Linked DNA regions of Triticum aestivum: region 1 is linked to region 2. The links are chromatin contacts, called in public Hi-C maps. All regions are on one chromosome and are shown on one strand. The core of a region is the stretch at or near the end of the contact, and the rest is flanking DNA. Distances in the headings are between cores, read along the strand shown. Region 1 holds the start of LOC123119652. Region 2 holds the start of LOC123119650 (pentatricopeptide repeat-containing protein At3g29230-like).

The links. A called contact is a pair of places that touch in the nucleus more often than the background predicts.
Region 1: a contact with region 2 is called in a Hi-C map of leaf, with 4 times the contacts expected there. The contact joins the promoter of LOC123119652 here to the promoter of LOC123119650 in region 2. A contact is called at or near these places in 3 of 5 Hi-C or Micro-C datasets (all in leaf).

Annotation. Positions count from the first base shown.
Region 1 is chr5D:95,358,642-95,365,221 of IWGSC CS RefSeq v2.1, forward strand. LOC123119652 reads right to left here and starts at 4,588. Exons shown (of 11, transcript XM_044539516.1): 1 at 4,344-4,588; 2 at 3,253-3,336; 3 at 2,475-2,790; 4 at 2,288-2,371; 5 at 1,684-2,199; 6 at 1,468-1,597; 7 at 1,219-1,381; 8 at 1,011-1,139; 9 at 703-897; 10 at 492-614; 11 at 1-403. The coding sequence starts at 2,727. The coding sequence ends at 290.
Region 2 is chr5D:94,569,385-94,576,240 of IWGSC CS RefSeq v2.1, forward strand. It overlaps LOC123119650 (pentatricopeptide repeat-containing protein At3g29230-like), which reads left to right and starts at 3,754. Exons shown (of 2, transcript XM_044539514.1): 1 at 3,754-5,966; 2 at 6,805-6,856. The coding sequence starts at 3,925. The coding sequence ends at 5,742.

The DNA of each region.
Region 1 (6,580 bases), core at 3,338-5,837, 790 kb after region 2:
AGGCTGTCCAGATAGCATCATCAACTCCTGATTCGCGGGGTTCACAGATTCGAAGTTGACCCACATATCCAGATTGTTAATGAACATGACTATATACGCATGTTTTTACATAACAACATTGTGGGTTGCGGCAGGACCGTTCATCTTGCAGAGCAGCGCAACCCTTCCAAGCACACATAGCAAAGGGAAGGTCATCAATCCTCAAGGGTCAGAACTTGTGAGCACCTGGAAATGGTTTTGAGGTCCTGACTGAGACTTCAGGTTTAACTTAGCACACCCAGGTCACGTGTCAGTCGTCGTCGCAAGGAAGGAGTGTTGGTATTTGTCCATGATCGACGAAATCAAGCCGGTTTAGCCTTACACTGCACAGGACACTCTCAGGGAGTTCTTCCTGCTTCTGGGCCTGCATGACACACGCTCAACATGTTCAGTTCATCGACAAGTTATATCCCCCCTAGCAACTTATCAAGAAGAATGGGTTATCATGCTACCTGTATAGTCAGACCCAGATCGATTACACCATGTTTCAGCCGTTCCCGGAAAGCTTCGAGCCCTTTCCTCGATATGAAGCTAAACCGGTGCACATCTAGGTCTATCTCCAAGTAATTTGGTCCCTGTATGTATTAAACCCATATGTTATATAGGAGTGGAGATGCTAGAAAAAACTAAAAAGATGGCATGCATCAAGAAAATGTCACGCACCACATAGAAGTTGTGTTGAGGCCGTGACAGAACTGGCTTTTCATTATAAGCCTGCACAAGTTTCCTCTCCGCAGAACTCAGATTCATATCATCTGGGTTAACCAACCCAGTCAATATTTTCAATCTTTCCCTGTAAGGAACAGTTGAGTCTAATGGAAACCCTTTGACCTTTTCTACCTCATCGCTTACAAGTCTCTGTAAATAAGACAGAAGACAGAGATTCAGGGCATATCAGTCCAGGTCATCAGGATTATCAAGCATCAGTTGTCTGCGAACAAAGACGGCGCCTGACGTGAGAGAAATTTTACCTTGATACTCTCATAGAAGTGAGGAGAAATGTCTTTCTCAAAGTTGTCGTTCAGTTTGAAATACAACACTAGGTTAATCCCTTCCCCGTCGCTGTCACCAAGGAAGATAGCAGTCGGATATGTAGGCATCTGGGTGCAAAATACATACGCATTAGTAATCAAGCATCCTAAAAGTTTAGGGGAAACCAGCGAGTTCTGACTATCATACCTGAATATTTACGATAAGTAAAGAAGGAACTTTCTCACTTGGCCTTATAGATGGTAGCTCAATATGCTGGGCAATGTGATGTATTTTCCTTGGTGACATGAACATGTCCACGCCGATTGGAGTATATGGAGAACTTCCTGGGGCAGCTGCCTTCTTTTTGTCTCTACATGAAAGTTATACAAATTAAAACCAAGTTCATGTACTAGAAAAACACAAAACAAGACAAGCAAAGGGTGTACCAACTCTTACCTGAAAAAGCTGTCTCCGCGTAGCTTGAAGATCGAAGGCTCAAGAATGGACCAACAACCTTCTGATATTTTCTCGCTCGCTTGAGGAATCAATAGCCCGGCTCTTGGACGAATCAAGTACCTCCTAGAGCCTGCGGATAGAGATTCAACATCAACCATATTTCTGAAAACTGCCTCTAATGTAAAAAAAGGTAAAATACATCAGAGAAGAACTCACATATTTCAGTAGTTTGCTCCCCATCAAAAGATGTCCTCGTGAAAGAGAGCCTGACAACTCCTGACTTCTTCTTTTGGCCCCGTGGGCTCGCCACTCCCAACGGCTGAACCTTATTAGCATGACGAGGCGTGCACACTGGTGTCAAACTTTTGAAGATACTTTCATGAGATTTTTCTCCATCTTTGAAAGACTTCAAATTATTGCATGCCTCGTCACCTCTTCGAAGTTTTGTCAGCATTTTTACGCCATCATTTTTTGTCTTTGCTTCCTCCACCTTTGCACCAGAGATATCAGATGTTTCCGAACTTGCAATTTTAAGCCTCTCTGCTTCCTGAACACCGGATTGGCTTGATTTATCCATACAGTGTGCATCTCTTGTTAGGTACTGTTCAACAGCTTGAGCAACACATGAACTGTCAAAAAACTTCTCGAACTTCTGGATGCAATCAGCAATACATGAAGCATCTTCACACTGCACTAAGTGTGTCCTTCCAGCGCCCGACATGGCAGGAAAGTCTGCAAGAAAGGATTGTGCATAAATAAATATATATGACCAATGCATATGCCTAGTGCGAATGAAATCTGTCTAGAGAAAAGACGATACCTCCGTTGACACTGCTGAAGTCTTCATCAGAATCAGAACCCAAAATGCTGACAGAATCGAACCATGCTTCTTCCTGACATACAACTGGAACAATAGGAACAAAATTTAAGGACTTTTGATCCTAAATGTGAAATGTAAAGACTTTGGATCCTAAAACGTATGAAAGTAAAATGAAAATTCTGATTACCGCTTCCATTTTCCGAGTCTAGCTCGCTATGATGCCACTGCAGCTGTGTAAGGTGGAATGTCACATTCGAGCCATCAGATTTCCTGCGAGTGGCCGCGGAAGTCTCCACATGGACAACTTCTCCAGAAGCAGCACAGGTCCCCACATCACTGGCGCGTATGGTAGGCGTGTTTCTCAAAACCTTTCCACGGCGATATGTGCAGCGCAATCTCTGCGGTCTCCGCCTCCTGCTTGAAGACACGCAGGCACCCATGGTAGTAGTTGTGAGAGGATTTCTTCTTCAAAGGGTCTGACCAAAATGTAGACTTCCAAGAAGCTGCAGAAGAAAAAGGCTCAACAGAGATCAGCTAGCTTGTTCTTCACAGTGTGGAGATTACTTGTGTGCCTACCCTAGATTGCTTGTAGTACATCTGAAAGTTGGTTGCCTAATTCATGCAGCTGTATGAAAAACAACCAACTACAGTACAAATTTGATAAAAAGAAAGAAGATGGCAAGACACATCCATTTTATGGCTCTCTAAATCTTTGATGATAAAATAAACGGATAAAAAGAACAGGCCCCCCCCCTCCTACTGAAGATCTCGAGGGTGCTTAATTTAGAACTTAATATAATGAAACCGGCAATGAGGGGGCATGCATTGATCTAAGAACAAGATGCAGGGACCAAAGCAGACAATGAAACCATGAACGGCTTACCATGACAATAGAAGGCAGACAGATCAATCAAGATAACACTAGAAAATTTCTTGAACGGCTACATGGATGGAGCTGGAAATACCTGGTGATGAAGAGGGCAAATGAGGCCGGAGATGTGATGCCTACTAGTAATCACCGGCGCAGCACTCCGCCTCCTTGCGACAGCCTGCGCACAAATCCATTTATTGACCGTTCAAAAGTGGAAAGACATGTATGCTCATAATAAAACCGCAAATCAACAGTTGGTCGGTCGGCGCATCATCACAGCTATAGAATTGATTTGAATCAATGGAAATGCTATACTAAATAAGAAGATGGTTGTACTGGAAACAACCAGGAGCGCTCCAGGTAAAAGAATAAACAAAGTGTGAAGATTCTGCCGAGCTTTATTGCTGGTTGAACTTCTCAGCTCGACAAGTTGACTCCACGGCCACCAACGAAGGATTTTTTAAAGCTTTTTTAATCGGCGACGAACACAGAAACCCAGAGTGGAGTGGGAATTAAAATAGTCGGATTGAAACTAGCAACGGAGCTGGATCTTGCTACTTAGCCAAGAACTTGTTTTCTTCTTTCCGAAAGGAAATGAAAGGGGAGGAAATCAAATATAGTGGCCAGCAAGAACCTGAAGGAGGTGGATTCACGTCTGCGAAGACTAATTATCCCATAAATCAAATGACAGCACAGAGGAAAAAGCCCGGATGAATCGGAGACAGAGAGCGGACAAATTGGTCAAATGCAGGGGCATTTCTTTTCCTTTTTTTTTCCATTTCCTGTTTTCTGGAGACAGGGCAGGCAGCAGCTCGATCAAAAGGGAGCGGCCTATTTATGAGCAGCAGAGGGAAACAAGAGATGGTTTGCGTGAAAGTAACCCAGGCTGAATCCAAGCAGAAATCGACAACACAGCTGCGGCATTGGTGGATAAGCAGAAGAAGCGCTCGTAGTTGTGTGTGCTCTACCGACAAACCAATCCCGCCGGCAAAAAAACGCCAAGTAAGCAGAAGCAAGGGGGGAAAGATTTCGCGGTCGATCCAGAGCAAGCAAGGCCGCCTCCTCCCCCGCCAAGAACACCAAGGATCCCCTCCGAGCTCCCGGAAACAGAAACAAAAAAAAAAACAATCCTCGCGAGAAGAGCGAGCAGGGCGAGACGGGGGAGAGAGAGAGAGAGGCGGGTACCGAAGCATCACAAGGAGGGGACGGGCGGCGGCGGCGGCAAGGTGGCCGGCCGGAGCGGGGCGGAGGGTGGATGGAGATGGCCGGGCCGGCAGGAGCGAAGTCGCCGAGGTGGTGGTGGTGGTGGTGGTATCGTATATACACGTACCAGTATATACCCCCACGTGTGGATCGGAGGAGGGAGGGGGCTCGACTTCAAAGGCAGGTGGTGGTGGTCGGCAGGAAAAGGAAAAGATTGGAGGCTACAGTGCAGCACGGCGTCATCGCTTTTCTCCTCCTGCGCTGCGCTGCGCTGCGCACGGACGATCGGTTCGGAGTCCGGGAAACAAAAAAATCGTGTTTGGCTCGGAGCATCGACCGACCTTCCGTTGTTTTCGGATTAGACAGTAGAGTACGCACGCTCTACAGTAGTGGAATCGTATATCGGGCGGAAATTGATCAATGTTTTTGGTTGGGTGCGGTGGGCCGTGGGCGGCCGAGGATTTACTGCTGCTCGCGAGTCAGCAACAGTGCATGCTGTTACACGACACTGTAGACGAATTTAATGAATGAAAGATATGGGATCGTCAGGTGCCAGTGCTGCACTGCTGCTCATGCTCGAACCCTCTGTCAGACTCTCACTAGGTACACATGCATGCAGTGCACGGGCCGACTTTGGTCACCGTCGCTGCTTTTTCCGCGGGATAACAGCACCATAATCTCTAACAGAGAGCAAATTGCTCAAACCACCCACTGTTGATGCCGATTTGGTAAGAACATCTACTCTATGGGTTTGTTATGTAGAACATCAACTATTGATGTAATTTGTTACAGCTAGGTCTAATCTAGCGTTAAGGTACGTTGATGTGATTTCCGACAGGTGAGTCCCGTTTGTAAGTGTAAATATGGCAAAAGAAAATGGCCACATCAGTCAGCAGGTCAAATCAAGGGTTTTCCATTGCAAGTTTAATTGGCCTATTTAAATTTTTGACTCAAAATTCAATAGTTTTCAACCCAAATGCAAAAAAAAATATTGAGTAAATCACACATGTATGAAGTACTACTCTGGGAGAATCGCAGCTCATTTGACCAACGGTTTTGTAGAAAATGGAAGTTTGGCATTTCATTCAAATTTCAGTTCAAAACTTAACATTTTCAAAAAAAATGTGCAAAAAACTATATTAAGACCATAAATGTATCTAACACCGATCTAGGAAATCTCAATTTTAGTTAGCTTGCTCAATTTATTGTTTATAAAATCATCATTTTTTGATAAATATGAAAAAAATCCAAGAAATCGTACTCAATACTAAGCTAAAAAATAGCTTAAACGGACCAAAGGTTTGAGAGATATTGACAGTTTTGGTTGGTCAGATGTCACCGGTTTTGTTTGTCACGGCGTGCATATACAAGCGGGACCCACCCATCAAAAATCACATCAGCGTATCTTAACGTTGGATTAGACATTGTTCCAGCGGATTACGCCAAATATGTGATGTTTTGTGCAAACTCAACACCAATAGTTGATGGCTTGTGCACCTTTCTCCTCTAACAGAACCCAAAAGTTATATTTGAAGATAATTTGATGTTTCAAGGGTTGCAGGAAGTAAATTCTAACCGCTTTCTTTTGATCCAATTTCAAATTAGATTAGAAAGATAGAAAGGCCACGAGGATGGGAAAATCAAAATAAAATCTTTTTAAGTAGTTCTCCTTTAGGCCTAGCTAGCATATCACTCAAGCCAGTAATCCCTAAAAGATAGTCTTCTATCCCCAAAATGCGGTCGTCTCAACTAAATTTAGTACAAAGACACAACTTCTCGGTAAAAATTAGGCGGACGTCCGACCTTCCTCTCAGCCCCGACCTGCCAACCCCATTAGCGTTGTCCACCCATCGGGGCCGGAACCATTTCACGCGACAATCCCGCAGGCATGCTGTCCTCACCTACACCTTCTCCTCGCTCGCCGACACCAGAATCCGTTTTTTCACCGTCGACGACATCGTCGTTTCATAGCTCCGTCCCGTGGCTTGGGAGGTGCGTTTTCATTCTGAATCAAACCGGCCGACCTTGGATACTGCATAGAAAGGTCAAACGCAACTCATAGATGTTCAACAATGCTGGAACCAGCAAAGAAGACTGCCACCCCCATCGTCGCCCCAACATCGCACTTGTGTTTGTCGCATCCATGCCCCGGAATCGCCTATGCAAACTTCTAGGCAGTGTACTCGTTGTCCTCTGCCCTCATTCGGCCTTAGCCCGAG
Region 2 (6,856 bases), core at 2,504-5,003:
AAGACATCAAATCATGAATATAAGAATTCAGAGAAGATTCAAATAATATTCATAGATAAGATGGTCATAAATCCACAATTCATCAGATCTCGACAAACACACCGCAAAAGAAGATTACATCGGATAGATCTCCAAGAACATCGAGGTGAACATGGTATTGAGAATCAAAGAGAGAGAAGAATCCATCGAGAGAAGAATCCATCTAGATACTAGCTACGGACCCGTAGGTCTGAAGTAAACTACTCACGCTTCATCGGAAGGGCAATAAGGTTGATGTAGATGCCCTCCGTGATCGAATCCCCCTTCGATAGGATGCCGGAAAAGGCCCCAAGATGGGATCTCACGGGAACAGAAGGTTGTGTCTTCTAGTCCAAGAAAAATCATCATGAAGTTTTTTTTTCCGTTTGGACTCCGTTTGGTATTCCTTTTTTGCGAAACTCAAAAACAAGGAAAAAACAGAAACTGGCACTGGGCTCTGGGTTAATAAGTTAGTCGTCCCAAAATAATATAAAATAGCATAATAATGCATATAAAACATCCAAAACAGATAATATAATAGCATGGAACAATAAAAAAAATATAGATACGTTGGAGACGTATCATGATGGCATCCGTCATCGTCTGACCAGACACATGTGACTATGTCACGGGGATGTGGGAACATGTGAACGAGAGAGAAGAACAAAACCGGTAACGAGGAGACCGATATAGTGAGCATGTGTATGACTCAAGAGGATATCGATATATCTCACCTCGGGTTTTGTAAAGTATCACGAAGCAAAGGGAATAGCACATGATAACCAAAGGTTCACTCAAATGCCATTCATGCATTCATAGGGATCAATATGGATGTCCACGGTTCCGCTATCAGTCATTGAACAAAAGGGGTTTTGTCATGTCTATGTTTGAAGGAACCTACATGGTAACAAGCTTAAGGTAATCACGATCTGCTGAGTGTTAGTAGGACGGGAGTAGTGAGAAAATATTTGTGAAATAGTTTCATAATATTTGGAATAGTTTTGAGAGGAACCGAAAGTGTTTCGGGGTCACCAGAAGGGTTTCAGAGTTTGTCGTGCAATACCAGATATTACCGACAAATAATATATAGGTGAAAAATATTTCCTGAGATGTTAAATTAATAATGAAGGTCTCTAATAATAGTTAGGAGGCTTTTATATTTATTTAAATATCAACAAGCCTTAAAAGGCCAAGTGGTGGAAAGCTACTTGGGCCACTTGGGCCCAAATAGAGGTGGCGCCCCCTTCCCACTTGGGGAAGGAAGGGAGGACTCCCCCTCCTCTTGGCCAGCCAAGGGGGAAGACGCCCCCCCTTGTGTGGCGCCCCTCCTCCTCCTCCAACATATATATACTAGTGGTTTTGGCACCTTTTGTACACACAAGTTTTGGAGCCTCATCTAGTTCTCTACTTCTAGCTCTAGTTGGTCCTACTTGATCTAATTAGAGCTAAACCTAGATTGTCTAATACTCATAATTAGAAGCCCACTGTGGTTCTAATCTCCTCCCTCTAATTCTTCGGCGAGGATTAGCTCTGGATGGTGAAGCGCTGCCAGATCGTGAAGACCATACCCTTGCAATTCGTGGAGATGCCATGCTTTCGGTCTTCCGTTCGAGGGACTGTTCGTGGACGGTTTGAGGGATCGTTCATCGATGGTTCGAGTGACTTCAAGTACGATCTACACTGACTCGTCTTCTTCTGCTGCAACTCGAAGTTGATCCGATTCAAACCGCTATTGCATCTTCAGAGTTTTCTTGGCGGATCATAGGGCGATTTTGTTGTTTTTTCTACAACGTTTCCCAACACCCTGGGATTCGAACCCAGGTCTCCCATGTGGGGGTCCGCGGCGCTAGTCGGTGGTAAGGATTGTTTTGAGGAAGTGAAACGTTCGCTGCCTTTTGTCTTACAACAACCTAGTTTCACATTTGACATGGTAGCGATCTTGCGCCGAGATTCATGCAATGATGGAAAATGGGGTCGCTGCGAAATTCCCCATAGCTAACTGTTGTCAATTGTGATTTCCATAAACTATTGGGTGCAAAATTAAAGGAAGGAATTAACTTATGACATTGATGTAGATTACTTCTGATGTTTAAATTTGCATCAATTTTATTTTTCATGCACGACATCGATGTAGATTACTTTTGATGTTCTTTATACCGTCATGATGTTTGATGAATAAATCGAAAGATTTTCATAAAGAACATTGTCAATCACATCAATTTACTTCAAATCATAACCCATGTCCTAAGCTCCATGTCATGATCCTCAAATGATGCATCTTTTGTTTGTCATCAGCGATCGACTGTCCGGTGACATAGTTCCTCGACCCGGCCAACCATGGTTCATAGAAACTGATATTTTCTTCCATTGCAATGCACAAGCATTTGTGCTAGTTCAGAAAAGGGGCTTAATTCATGACTGAAGGATGGCGCAACAAAGCGCGTGTCACCCTCTAGCATACCTGGGGAACGGGATGACATGACCCACCCTTAAACGGGTCAGGCATGACAATGCAAGCCGAGGCCCGTATATAAGTGGGTCGTGCCGGGTCGACATGGATGCTTCGTCATGTGGCCCAAACATGACACATGAGTATACGGACTGGCATGGGCCGACATTTGTGCCACATGATGCTTTTGAGTCAAATTGAGCTGTTTTTTAAAGACCTTTTTGGGCTGTTTTTCGGACCTATACATTATAAATAATTCTAATAAATATAAAATAAACAGGCGCTTGCTGGCCCAACGCGTGTGCCTCGCCTCGTGGCCCAGGTCATTCATGTGACATGTTGGCAAGCACGCAGACCTGGCCAAATGGGTCAACACGGCCTGAGCTGTGCTAATCGTGTTTGGCACGACACGACCCGCACATCCACGTTTATTAGATGGGTCGTGCCGTGCTGGCCCACGTGCTTTGCTCCTCGGCCCAGGCACGACACATTTAGTAACCGGCCGACCCGTGGCACATTTAACATGTTTGGGCTGCGTGCTTTTCGGTCTGCTAGGCTATATTTTTTGGCCATTTTGGGCCTATTGGATTGTTTCTTAGGTCATATATATATATAATAGTATGTATGCACGTGCAACGCACGTTTTAACATTATTATGGAATGTTTTTTGGTTTTAAAAAAATAGACTTGCCAATAGATTCATCAAGGCAAAATGAAAATATCGTTTATGTACAGATGCAGAAAGAAAATACATTACAAAAAAGTAGGAGTTAATATATGTAATCCCCGTAATTTGTTAAGAAAGAAAATAATTCATAAAATTGCTTGCCGAAATGTTTTATATTGTGGGATGGAGAGAGTATAACTTTTTTTTTGAGTAACGAGAGAGTATAACTTTACCGTATATTTCCTCTCTGAAAACAACTTTTCATGGGCTCAACACGTCCTCAAACTGCAACATGGGCTAAGAGGAATCAATATGGGCCACTTATTTTGAGAAGGATGAGGCGATCGTTCTGGAACATTGTGGATGGAGCAGCGATGTACTGTTCATTGCGAATCCCACTCTTTTCAGCTGTTGGATTTAGCACACGAATGGCTAGGATCGATGATCATGCCCGATTCACCACCTTCCTCACTATAAGTAGTATAGATATATTCAAAAATTCAAAAAAAAAACGTGCCGCGTGCCTGGCATGGCCCATTTAGGCTGTGCCGTGCGTGCTTCTAGCACGAGAAAGCACGGCCTGTTTGGCCAGCTATACCTTGTAGTAGCACACTGCCTATCCCGGGAGAATGTTTTTGGCGCTGACCCACATGTCATCGAGCAAGACCACATCCGCAGGGCCTTCTCCTTGCCTGAGCAGCTCCTCTTCCCTCTCCGGCAACAATTACCGCAAACCACCGCCCCCTCACCGGCGGCAATCACAGCGGCGCCATAGCCAGTCCGAACGCCAATGTCCACCGCTGCCTCTGCGCTCCGCCCGGCGCCGCGGTGGGTTGCGCCGTCGCAGCGCCGGCTCGTGGAGCAGCACCTGGCGTCACTGCCCCACGGCCTCCAGCGCCTCCACCACGTGCAGGAGCTCCACGCGCAGCTCCTCAAGCACGGTATCCACCTCGACCCGCTCACCGCCTCCAAGCTTATCTCCTCATACGCGCTCCAGCGCCGCCTCCCGGCCTCTCGCCGCGTCTTCGCCTCCTTCCCCAATCCTCACGCCACCACCTTCCTCCCGAACACCCTTCTCCGCGCCTACGCGCTCAATGCCCTGCCCCACGCCGCGGTCTCTGTCTTCTCCGCCATGCCCCAGCGGGACAGCTTCACCTACTCCTTCCTCATCAAGGCGCTCTCCTCCGCGGGCTTGACCCCCCTCAGGGCGGTGCACTCCCACGTCGTTAAACTCGGGTCCATCGAGGACACCTATGTCGGGAACGCGCTGATCGACGCCTACTCCAAGAACGGCGGGTTTTTGGACGCCAGCAAGGTGTTCGAGGAAATGCCTAGCCGGGATACCGTATCCTGGAACTCGGCCATGGCTGCGATGGTGCGACAGGGCGAGGTGGCAAGTGCGAGGAGGATGTTTGACGAGATGCCGGAGAAGGACACTGTAAGCTGGAACACCGTGCTGGACGGGTACACCAAGGCTGGGAAGATGGAGGAGGCGTTCGAGCTGTTTCAGTGCATGCCAGAGAGGAATGTGGTGTCGTGGTCGACGGTGGTGTCTGGTTACTGTAAGAAGGGTGACATGGAGATGGCTCGAGTGATCTTTGATAAGATGCCAACCAAGAACTTGGTAACATGGACGATAATGGTCTCGGCATGTGCCCAGAATGGGCTTGTTGAGGAGGCTGGACGGTTGTTTACTCAGATGAAGGAAGCTGCTGTGGAACTTGATGTGGCTGCGGTTGTGAGTATCTTGGCTGCATGTGCAGAGTCAGGCTCGCTTGCTCTTGGGAAGAGGATTCACCGGTACGTGCGGACGAGGCAACTGGGGAGGTCGACCCATGTGTGCAATGCAATGATTGACATGTTTTGCAAGTGTGGATGCGTAAACCGGGCTGATTATGTCTTTGACACTGAAATAGCTGAGAAGGATTCAGTGTCATGGAACACCATAATTGGGGGATTTGCGATGCATGGGCATGGAGACAAGGCGCTGGACTTCTTTGGCCAAATGAAGCTACAAGGGTTCCGTCCTGATGCCGTGACAATGATCAACGTTCTTAGTGCATGCACACACATGGGGTTTGTGGAAGAGGGACGCCGGTATTTCTCCAATATGGAGAGGGACTATGGCATTGTGCCACAGATAGAGCATTATGGCTGCATGATTGACCTTCTTGGTCGTGGAGGGCTCATCGAGGAGGCTGTTGACCTGATAAAAAGCATGCCTTGGGACCCTAATGAGGTAATATGGGGGTCCCTTCTCAGTGCATGCCGACTGCACAAGAACGTGGAGTATGCAGAAATTGCAGTGAACGAGCTCAGTAAGCTGCAGCCCTCCAATGCAGGGAACTATGCTGTCCTTTCAAACATCTATGCAGAGGCTGGGCAGTGGAGTGACATGGCAAAGGCAAGGATGCAAATGAAAGGAACCGGGTCTCAGAAGTCAGCAGGATCAAGTTGGATTGAACTTGATGAGGCATTCCATGAGTTCACAGTGGGGGACAGAAAACACTCAGACTCGGACCAGATATCTGAGATGGTTGATAGGCTGAGTTCACATGTTAAGGATGTTGGCTGCCTTCCAACAGCTAACGAGCTACTTGTGCAGTGAGTCCTTTGCCAAGGGTATGCTAAATTGCTCATGTCACAGTCACAAATGTGAAATGCTTTCATGAGGTGTTAGCATTGCACGGCGCAATCTATGTAAGCAAGCACCAGCTCCAGTGAATCCTGCAATCAAGAAGATGCTGTGACTTGGTACAGAATTACCCACGATGGACTGGAAACCCAGACATGTGTTCAAGCATTTCTCAGCATGTGCTCTTCTGCCATCAGGTTTGCTCTGTCGAAAACTGCAACTATGTTAAGACGAAAGCTGGTGATAGGATGGACTGACAAAACACTACCAATACAGTGCTAGGTTGATTGAATAGTTCATAGGTTAGTACTTCTAGTGCTTCACTTCATTTGGTTTATCGAAACCAAAACAAGCCATGAGGTAGGGTCTTCTAAAATATAAGGAAGTGAGAAGACCTCACATTAAAAAGTAAGAAGTGATTTCTGTAGTTACATTGTAGCAGAAAGTGGTTATGTTGGAAAAGTTGAATAGTTGAGTGTCTTACAGTCGTTCATCCCATTTTTTGCATGTATCACTTTCATAAGAATGTTTTAGTGAGAAAAGCATACAATCTTCGTAATATTCAGATTCGGTTATTAAGCTTGTATGTCCTACAAAACCGTATAAATCATTCATTTGTACTTACTTTTTAAGGTTGTATTTCATGCTTCTTAGATATCTTAGTGTCATGCTATGTTATGAGGTTTATTTTTTGTCTATTCTCTTGTTTCTCTGTCTTCTGTCAAATTTTAACTCATTGCTAAGACTACAAAGAATCCTGATTTAGGTTGCTGTGATGTTTATGATAAATATTCAACATGATATTTTTTTTGGTATGCATCTGGATTATACCTGAATATTTAAGTTATCAAGTGGAATGTTTGGAACTTCAATAATTAGTTCACAAAAATTCAAAAAATAAATAAATTAGTTCACCAAGTTCAGACTGGTCCATGTCTTTTAGAAGTCATTGTTATGCTAAGAAATGGCTTGTAAGATGTTTTAGAAGTTTAAAGATACACTCGTATATTATTTTGTTCTGTGACATGCCTGCAGGTAGTGAGAGAGATATAATTGTGTGCGAGATAAGTTTCCGCATAAATCAGTA